2 separate regions of the Mus musculus genome follow, and region 1 is linked to region 2. Evidence: chromatin contacts called from public HiChIP or PLAC-seq data. All regions are on one chromosome and are shown on one strand. The core of a region is the stretch at or near the end of the contact, and the rest is flanking DNA. Distances in the headings are between cores, read along the strand shown. Region 1 holds the start of Itgb7 (integrin beta 7). Region 2 overlaps Nr4a1 (nuclear receptor subfamily 4, group A, member 1).

What was found. HiChIP or PLAC-seq counts read pairs in DNA pulled down with a chosen protein or histone mark.
Region 1: an H3K27ac HiChIP or PLAC-seq map of embryonic stem cells shows a contact between it and region 2, with 4 times the contacts expected there. The contact joins the promoter of Itgb7 here to the enhancer-like site in region 2. A contact is called at or near these places in 1 of 39 promoter capture datasets (embryonic stem cells), 8 of 115 datasets of contacts at active chromatin or transcription factors (bone marrow-derived macrophages, craniofacial prominence, embryonic stem cells and 4 more) and 2 of 9 other capture datasets (adipose tissue and macrophages).

The regions. Positions count from the first base shown.
Region 1 is chr15:102,230,538-102,235,493 of GRCm38.p6, reverse strand. It overlaps Itgb7 (integrin beta 7), which reads left to right and starts at 3,559. Exons shown (of 15, transcript NM_013566.2): 1 at 3,559-3,643. Rarg (retinoic acid receptor, gamma) reads left to right here. Exons shown (of 10, transcript NM_011244.4): 10 at 1-556.
Region 2 is chr15:101,274,243-101,279,216 of GRCm38.p6, reverse strand. Nr4a1 (nuclear receptor subfamily 4, group A, member 1) reads right to left here. Exons shown (of 7, transcript NM_010444.2): 7 at 4,422-4,974. The coding sequence ends at 4,965. Among named protein-coding and RNA genes, the nearest start is that of Atg101, 7.6 kb to the left of the region's middle. Within about 2 kb of position 1,591, at least 55 of the 459 cell types and tissues checked have an H3K27ac peak or open chromatin away from gene starts, as enhancers often do. A contact at or near this core is called in embryonic stem cells and stem cell-derived neural progenitor cells, where this site is marked.

The DNA of each region.
Region 1 (4,956 bases), core at 2,310-4,809, 950 kb before region 2:
GGGTGGGGCCTGAGGGGGAAGGGAGAATGTGAGCCCGAGCCCGTCTGTACCTCTGCTGAAGTACAGCACTCATCCTGGGCCCTCCATTATATAAGCCTCTCCCTTACTTCTGTCTCGTGCCTTGGCCTCCCGCCCTCATCTCAGCCATCAGGCAGGGCCCTCCTACACTACAGAGGGGCCAGGGGTCCCTCTCCTAGTGCCTTCTACCCTTGATCCCCCCAGAGCAGCTTGGCCCCGGGGAGGGGAGATGCTGCTTAGCTGATCCCACCTTGACCCAGAGGAAGCCTCTATTTATTTATTAGCTTTTGTTTACACCCTGGAAATGACCCCTTCCTCCAGGGGTCTTGGGAGGGGGAGCCCAGGGCCTCTGTGACCCCTTCCTTTCTTTCCCCAAGCCCCCAGTTTATATTTAGCTGCCAAATAAGATTCCTGCAGGCTCCCCCATTTCTCTGGGGGGTTAGGGTGCTGTCCCCTCCCCTCTGTTTACATCTCCTACCCCGCTGTTCGCATATTGCTGAGTTTTCTATTTTTGCAAAATAAAGTGATGGAAACTCAATCCGGGTGTGGATCCCTCTAAAGTTGGAGAGGTGACCTGCAGACCTGGAGGAGGAACTGGGCCCAGTGGTGGAGCTGCTAACGAACTTTGTAGTTTTCTTGGGGAAGCAGAATACTGATGTGGCAAGGGAGGGCTACAAGCCACCCGAGCCACCCTGAGTGGCCTCTCCCAGTCACCAATGAGTTCTTGCCATTGCTGGGATCCTATGGGTTCATGCTACACCTAGATGTGTGTTTGCCTGGGATCCTGTGGGTTCATGCTATTCTGAGGTGTGTATTCGTCCGCTCTGGGCAGCAATCTGAGCTGCCATTTGTTTTGCAAGTTGTCCCTGGGCCTGGAAGACCTGCACACTTAAGCTACAGTGTTTTTAGAGTTTGCTTGTTTGAGAAAGGGCCTCACTGTAACTCAGCCTGGCCACCAAGCCTCAACTCCTGAGTGCTGGATCATAGGCCTGAGGCACCACTCTTGGCTCAGTGTTGAACTGACTCTTGAGGGACCTCTGCCCCTCTACAGCCCTTTCTGGCCATTTTATCTCCTAATGTTCTTCACCATCTCCTGCAGGCCTTCACTCTGTCCCACCCCTTTGGAAGACCATTGCCCATTATCACTGTCTGTTGCTCTCTGTGACTTCCCCTAAATTCCCCCACTGAGCCCCAGGACAGAGCTTTCCTTACCTTGCTCCTGGCTATCTTCATCTTTGTCGGTGACCTGAGCTATGGGAAGGAGGTGGGTGTGGGATGGGAGAGGCAAGAAGTGGGGGGGGGGGGGGGAGCAGAAGAAGAAAGTGAAAGAAGATTTAGAGGAAACCACAGGGCCAGGGCCAGGGGGAAAAGAGGGCATTGTCATGGTTACCATCGGTTGAGGGGGAAGGGCAGTAGGTCTGGCTGTCCCTTAGCCTGGAGCCAGTTAAGGCTCACCCAGAGGCCTCCCTTCCAGTCTCCTCCAGCAGCTTCACTCTCAGGAGCATCTATTTGTGATAGGAATTCTTTTGCTCTGTGAGGACAGCAGGAGAGCCAACATGGCTTGTCTGTGCTCACCAGGACACGGAACACACGCTGCTTTCTATAGGGAATCTCTACCAGCACTGTGGTCCAGGGAAAGTTCCCATTTGTATTTACAGAACACAGTTCTCCCCATAGCATGGCATGACATGGCATACATAGTATAGCATAGCGTAGCATAGCATAGCATAGCATAGCATAGCATAGCATAGCATAGTATAGCATAGCATAGCATAGCATAACATAGCAGCTTCACTCCGGGCTGCTCTAGCTGCACTCTTTCCCAGACTCACCTCTATCCTGGCTCCTGGACCCCCAGTGGCACCCCCAAACCTAGCCATCTGCCTCTCTCTAACTTGCCAACTGTCTAGACCCTTAAAGCCTCCACCTCGGGCTGGTGAGATGGCTCAGTGGGTAAGAGCACCCAACTGTTCTTTCGAAGGTCCAGAGTTCAAATCCCAGCAACCACATGGTGGCTCACAACCATCCGTAATGAGATCTGACTCCCTCTTCTGGTGTGTCTGAAGACAGCTACGGTGCACTTACATATATTAATAAATAATAAACCTAAAAGAAAAAGCCTCCACCTCTTATCCCCTTAGACTCCTCACTCCTACAGTTATTGCCTCTCTCAGTGATAGAGACCAAACCTAAGGCCTCCTGAAAGCTGGGCAAGCATCTTGACACTGAGCCGCATCCTCACACACCCTTCTTACTGTACCAGATGGTCTCTTAAATAGACACCGTCTTATTTTTTTATGGTGATCTATAAAATGGCAGCCATAGGAAGTTCTCCCCTCCTTCCGAACGTCACGAGTCCTTAATCCAGTCCCACATGCTGTGGTGACCCCAACCAGAGTCATTTTCACTGCTACGTCATAATTGCAATTTTTGTCACTGCTATGAATCGTAATGCAAATATCTGATATTTCTGATGGTCTTAGGCAACCCCTGTGAAATGGTTGTTCAACTCCTATGGGGTTGTGACTCACACAGGTTGTGAAACCCTGGATTAAAGAATACAGCTAAGGAGTTTTACTACTTCATGCTAACGGAGAGAGAGCCAGGATTTTAACTCAGGCAGGTTGGCTTCAGAGTCCAAATAGCTTAGCTGTGGTACTCTCAGGAGTCGAGACTTCTAGGGAAAGACCTTGATTCAATCCAGGTTATAATTAGTTAAATTTATTGATACTGGTAGCAGGACAGCAATCTCTGAGCCAAATTAGAGTCTGCCACTCAAAGGGGAATAAGGGATGAGGAAAGGATTTTTAAAAATGAAGACCACAAGACCTTGAGTATCTGCATATGCAAGCCAAGAGCTGTTTTGCTCTGCCAAGAGGTAGTAGTCAAGGGGACCTCAAAGTAGTCCAGAATGTCTGCACAAGAATGTCAGAGAAAACAAAACAAAACAAAACAAAACCAACAACAGCGACAAATACCGATTCTATCAAAACAAGTACAGATGTAGGCTTGTGGGTGAAGGCCGGTGTGTCAGGGTTACTGGGAACTTATTTTCCTGGCAAATCAAAAGACAAGTGGCTATTGGAACCAAGATGGATACCTAGCACGAAAGGCAGTCATCACAACTCAATGGCCCCTGAGTTTTCCAAAGGAACAGAAACCACCTTCCTTCATGTTTCTTCCTGTCTGCTCCTTCCTCTCTGTGATACTGGAGAGAACATTGAGTTTTGGAAGGAAGCTGAGTTGGATTTAGATTACAGCCCAGCAGCCCCTTGCTACCTGTGTGACATTTTGCAAAGTCGATCTCTCTTTAGAGTCTGGGCTTCAATCTCTGCGTCTGTGACATGTGTGGGGGCAGGGGTGGGGGCACCGCCACTATCCGGCGCTGTTCTGGTGACCCTTCCTTGTACTTCTTTAGCACAGGAGCAGTGCTTAGTAGATGGGACTCCTAGGTCCTTTCTTTACCCAGCCCACTCCTATCTGCTCCACCTTCTGCTAGATCAGCCACCCTCCAAGAGTCCCCCCACCCCAGGGTGTGTCACTTCCTCCTCTGCTGCCTCTCCATCTGTACACAAGGGCTGCCACTGCCACCGGCGGAGGAAGGGCTGCTCCTCCTCAAGCACCTGTGAGTACCCTCAGGGCAGCAGCCCACCCACCTCCTCCTCTCACCCAGGCCTACTTGTTCCCTACCTCTCTGTGATCTGGGCTCTCCAGTGCTCTGTCTAGTCTTGAGAAAGGCTCTGAACCCCCTTCTGCACTCCTATGGTCCCCACTATTTCTTTCTCGGTTATCCCAGCCTCCTGCTGCTCATCCATTTGTTTCTCCAGTGGAGCCAGAGGGAGGGAAGGAGATTGCGATGCTATACGTGAGTGTTTTCTGAGAGCTAAGGCTTACTTACTCTTGTGCTTCTCCCAGCATCTCCTGTCTGTCCCTGGCTGCTATCTTTGCAACTTGATGTTTTTTGCACAGTCCAGAAGTCTTCCCACTTGGCACCTTAGCCACAGACTCCACATTCCTGGTCTACTGAGGCTTGCACTGTACATGTGCATGCTCACACACATGCACACACACACACATGCACACGCACACATACGCATGCGTGTGTGCATGGAAGGAGACAGGCAGCAGGTGGCAAGATACATGGATTGCCAAAGAAGGGAGAAAGGGACAGAATTGAGAGGGGCAGGAGAGGTCATGTATGAGTTCAGAGCCCCCTTTAGGAGAGATGAGTGGACTTGATGTCTCTGTCTTGTGGGGGGAGTGGAAGTGAAGCCCCATCTATGAGATGAGTCAGAACTAAATTTTGTGCTGCAGAGTCTCGAGCCTCCCTGACCACAGCGCAAAGCACGCAGGTCTGAGGTTTCAGTGAGGTTAAGCCTGGGGTCAGCCTCTCCCTGAGAGCAGAAGCTCTGTAATGTACTACACCCATCTGAGGTCACATGGGGTGGTGAGCAGGATGGGGTGTTCAACGGCTCAGTACCCCACCCTTCCCCATACTCCCTGTAAAGAGCATCAGTACCTGAGTCTGGACCCAAGCTGAGGGGGTTGTGGTTGCTGGCTAGCAGGCTCTTGTACACTGCTGGTGGCCATGGGAACACCATAGCACAATCCCTAGGGAGCTTACGCTGCAGTCTCTACTTACCAGTGTTGCCGGCGGGTACTGCCAGTCTTCCAGAGGGTTCCTTGAGAGTCATCTGCACGTGTGTGATGGCTGCATGTGCTTTCCTTGTGTGTGTGTGTGTGTCATGATTAGTCACAGTAGGCAATTAGAAACCATTACATTTTTGAGACTGGAGAGAGCATTCGGTGGCTAAGAGCACTTGTTGCTCTTGCAAAGGATCCAGGTTTGACGCCCCCCTCAGCACCCACATATTGCTTAACAACCATCCATCACTGCATTGGCAAGGGACCTGATGCTTCTGCGCTCTGGGGGCACGC
Region 2 (4,974 bases), core at 342-2,841:
GGAAGAAGTCTAGTGACCATCTTTGAGAAAAACCCTAGGATTCAGGCCAGGGTCTATATCTCTCCTTGGGGACTGGTTCTCTGGACCAGGTTTCATGCTAAACAAGGACAATCTATCTTTATGGTATTCCAGCTCCCTGGGAAAAGATCCAGGTTTCCTACTTGGTTACCCCCAAGACTGGCCTCCTGGGGGGCCTCAGGCTGGATGAGCAGGGCCAGCCAGCACCAGGCCTGCCTGGCTTGCAGCTGGGCACCGCTCCCTGCTAACACAGCATGTACCAACGAGGACAGGCCCCCCCAACACCCTCCCCTAACTGGCTCAGCTGCCACCCCCAACCCCCACAGCCACAGAGAGCCTGATTTATAGTCATGGGTGGAGGAAGACATTGCCAGTGTCTGGGTCAGACCTTGAAGAGACCTCAAGTGGCTCCCCCCAGCCTGCCAGGTTCAGGGCCCAGCAAGACAAGAAAGGAGCCGGAGTGGTGAGGAAGATGAGCAGACAAGAGTGTAGGGGAGGCAGGCCCGTGTAAGAGGCCAAGGCCAAAGGTGATGGGGGTGTGCCTGGAATGCAGGGCCAGGCTGGAATCCAGCTGGGGAGCCTGGAATGGGCTCCTGCTCTCAGAAGCGACAGCAAAGAGGCCTTTTTTATTCTCACCTGATTCTGAAGTTTCAAATCCTGATAGCCATCAAGGCCTTCACCAGGTAGCCCCCCAAACTTGGGGCTAGCGAAAGGCATAGGAAGCATCCTGAGAGCCTGCACTTAGCACAGAGCTAGAGACAGAGCCTGGGGGTGAACACGGGTTCCTCTGAAGGGAAGAGAGTTGCTAGCTGAGCTATGGGGCCATAAGACCAAGCCTGGGCATAAGTGGAAATGAAGCAGGCAGGAGGCTTGCCTGCCGTCCTCACACTCTGAGAAAGCCCATTGGTCCTGGCCTCTCTAAAGTCAGTGGTGTGTTGGAGAGGGACTGGGGTCACTCACACGTTGAAGCTAAAGCCCTCTAGGACCCCTAGCTCAGCTCTCATGGGAGGCCATCGAGAACCACCCTCATCCAGGACAAAACCTTGATGTGCATCCTACGGCCGCTCACTGCCCAGGACCACAACACGGCCTCACAGGCCCTCACATGCGTCCATCCGCAGGATCGGGACCACTACCGGGGAACAGCATATGTAGGATAAGAGCAGATTTGTAGTCAGCTCAACTCAGCAACAGCACAGACAAGTCCCTCGTCTCCTCAAGGCATGACCTCCACCACCTCCCTCCAATGGAGACTGGGTGGGCAGGACCAGATGTGAGGCACCCTCACCCACCCAGATCTAAAGGGAAAATGAGCTGCTGCTGTTGTGCCCACCTCAGAGCCCACCCTCCCCAAGGCACAGTCACCTCAGGGCTGGGGAGGGGGACAGGGCCTCTGGGCACTGAGCCCAGCGTGGGTGGGGGGCAACTGGGAGGCAGGTTTCCTGGGTCTCCCATGAGGACAAACAGTAGGCTTTGAGGCCTTGGAAAATCCCGCCCGGGATTCCAGGCCCTGCCAGCGTCACTGCCTTTTGACTATTGTCCCCATCGGAAACGGGCCCAGCCCCCGACCAACAGGGACAGAGCCGCCATTGTGAGGCCCCAATAGGCTCAATGCCCCCTTGTTCGCCCTCTCAGCCCCTAGCAAGACTTGGAGGCCAGTTCTTCCAGTTGCTGGTGGAAAAGAAAGGGCTTGCCTGCAGGCTCCAGCCTTCGGGTGGGGCAGGGCAGGAGTCGAAGATCAGCCCCCACCCTGTGCCTCAAGTGCAAAAGAGTCCAGGAAAGGAATTGCTGTCATTGAAGAGTCTTTTATTTGCAAAGAATGGGCAGGACAGCCCAATGGTCCAGAGACTGCACACACCCAGCACAGCGGCTTAATTAATAAAGCCCTGGGGAAGTCACTTCTCTCCTCTGAAGGGGATTAACTTCTCATGAAAATAGAGTGACTCATGTTTATCTAGGTACAGGCCTACAAGCCCAGCACTCGGGAGGATGGGACAGAAAGAACTGTTGTGAGTTCAAGGGCAGCCTTGCCACACTGCAAATCTGTCTCTAAACCAACAGAAAAGCAGGTGATGGTGCCGAGTGCCTTCTGTGAAAAGGATCCAGTGGGTGAAGGACCAAATATACAGCAGCTGTCAACATGCTAGCTTAGAGTCTGGTAAGGGCTGAGGTTTCCCCTTCTCTCTCTCTCTCTCTCTCTCTCTCTCTCTCTCTCTCACACACACACACACACACACACACACACACACACACAACTTGGAGGTATGAATTCTTTTGCCTGTCCCGAGGTACAAGGAAAGCAAGAGGGAACTAGTCTGGACATTAGCTACAACCATTCTGCTCCCAGACTGTGTCAGTCATCAAAGAGATGGGGAAACTGGGTCTGGGTGAAGCACTGGGCTTCTCTAACAGGGAAGGGAAGTGGGCCGGGTGCTAGAGTTGCTGGGAAAGCTCACTTGGAATGAGGTATTGTCCCAAGATGCATTCTTGGACCATGCTAGGCAGGGTCTGCCCGAGCCCATAGACCTTTCTTAGGACTGAGGCTGAAATGCACTCCCAGATCTCAAATGAGGATGCACAGCTGGGAATCCTTAGGGAATCTTTCATGCTGAGTTAGAGCCTAGAAGCGCTTATGTCGTCTTCCTGACTGTAGAGCAGAGCCCCTTTTGGCCCACTCTGATCCAGCTCCTCTCATCCAGAGGCCACGGAGATGTTGCCTTGGGTCCTGAAGCCAAGGGTACTGAGAAATGACTGTGAAGGCCATGCCTTCAGGGCTCCTGTGAAATTCTGGAAAAGAGCTGAAGCTAAGCACCACGAAGGTGGATGGCCCCTGCCTCTTGCCAGCCTGCCACAGGCCTAAGGATGCTCTCCGTTTAGATTCATGTTTCTCGGGTCATCTTCACCCCCAGTGCTGGGTATCAAATCTGGAACTCAACCATTTAAGGCAAATATTCCTTCACTGAGGTATAGTGCCAGAACCTTGCCTCTAAGCCCCCAAGGGAGAGGCAGATAAACACAGGAGCTAGAGAGTTGGATAGGACCCTTGGGTACTGGTAATCACTTCAGAACAATCTACCTGCCAAGAATCCAAGGACTGTTGGCTGCATAGATCCTGCTCCTGGGGTTGGCAGACAGTAGGGGGACTCTAAGAATATAGATCCAACAAAACCCACATGAACATCAGCTAGTAGTTTTTAGACTCACCACACATCAAAACTCTCTCTGATACTAAAAGGCTAGGTCTATTCCTCTTTCTGTTCTTACAAATGTGCAAACCGAGAAGTGAGAAGCCTGGCCTAGTGGTAGAGTGCTTGTGGGGTGTCTGGGAGACCTCAGCATCACCCCTCCCACTCCATCACCCCAAAATAAAACGGAACTGGTGAGGGGACTCGGGAGGTGAAAGTGCTTTCTACTAAGCTGGATGATCTAACGTCTCTCAAAGCAGGACAGACCTGGCTTCTACAACTTGTCTTTTAACTTCCACACGCTTGCAATGGCACGTGTGCGCACACATATATACACACACATGTACTTGAGTACACTATTTTTTTCAACACAGGGTTTCTCCATGTAGCCTTGGTTGGCCTGGAACTCTATTTGTAGATCAGGCTAGCCACAAACTCAGAGATGTGCCTGCCTCCGCCTCCCGAGTACTGGGATTAAAGATGTGTGCCAATAGATATTTTTTTAAATACTTAAAAAATAGTTCTAATTCATAAATTGTCCTTTATTTATCCCCAGGTCAGAAGGCTAAGAGACAGACCTGAGACCCAAGGCCAGGTCTATCTTGCTGCTCTAGTCCCTGGGTTAGCCGCTGTCCACTGAGGTCTGGCAGCCAGCGGTAACCAGAGGCTTCCCACATTAGGAACTAGCTCCCGATGCATGTGTAGGGTGAACATCTATAATCCCAACACTCAGGAAGTGGAGATAGGAAGACTGACAGCTTGAAACTAGCCAAGCTACACAGCAAGTCTAAACCATCCGGGCACCATGGTGAGACAGGTGTTTGTGTGAGAAAGGCAAGCTAGTCCCAGAGTTCTCCTAAATGGCTGCATGAAGCAGGCTTCATCATGACCTATCACCTACAGGTAAGTAACCCAGGCTGACCAGATCACTGGCAACAGCTAAGATTTGCCCAGGGCTACTGCTGTCTCTTATATAATCATGGCAAAATGTCTAGTGCTGTCAGAAAAAGCCAGGCATGGTGGTGCACGCCTTTAATCCCAGCACTCGGGAGGCAGAGGCAGGCGGATTTCTGAGTTCGAGGCCAGCCTGGTCTACAAAGTGAGCTCCAGGACAGCCAGGGCTATACAGAGAAACCCTGTCTCGAAAAACAAAACAAAAAAACAAAAACAAAAACAAAAAAAAAAAAACAAAAAACAAAAACAGAAAAAAAGACTCAATTTCAACTACATGTCTATTTTTTATTCAATATATTAAATATATTAATCAGAAAAGTCACATCCTATAAATCCAGGAAAATACACAAATATAAATCAGAATCTGTCAATCACCTTCTTGAGTGACAGTTATGTACACATGGAAGGAGAGCGGAAGAGATCTCGAGTTGGAGGCTCGCCCAGCTGGTGGGAGCCCCACCCCTTCCTCCCAACCCCCATCTCAACCTCTTCCTTTCTGTATTTACAGTAGCGTCAGCTTATTTACAACAGAGTGGTATGTGTTAAAAATGGTTTATCTTACAAAAACACACGAAGGCCAGGACTGAGCTGGAGGGATAAGACAAATAGTGGGGTCACCCCCGTGAATACACACCCTCCCCCAGGTCTTGAGTTCTCTGTCCATCTTCTGGAGTGAGGAGGTACGTCAGTCTTAGCTCAAAACCAGGCTGGGGGTAGGGTGGTCTGGGGGTCCGTGGGCTATAGGCTTAAAGGCACATGGGTGACAGAAGAGCACGCACGTGTGCGCACACATGTTCAGGGCAGGGGTCAGAAAGAC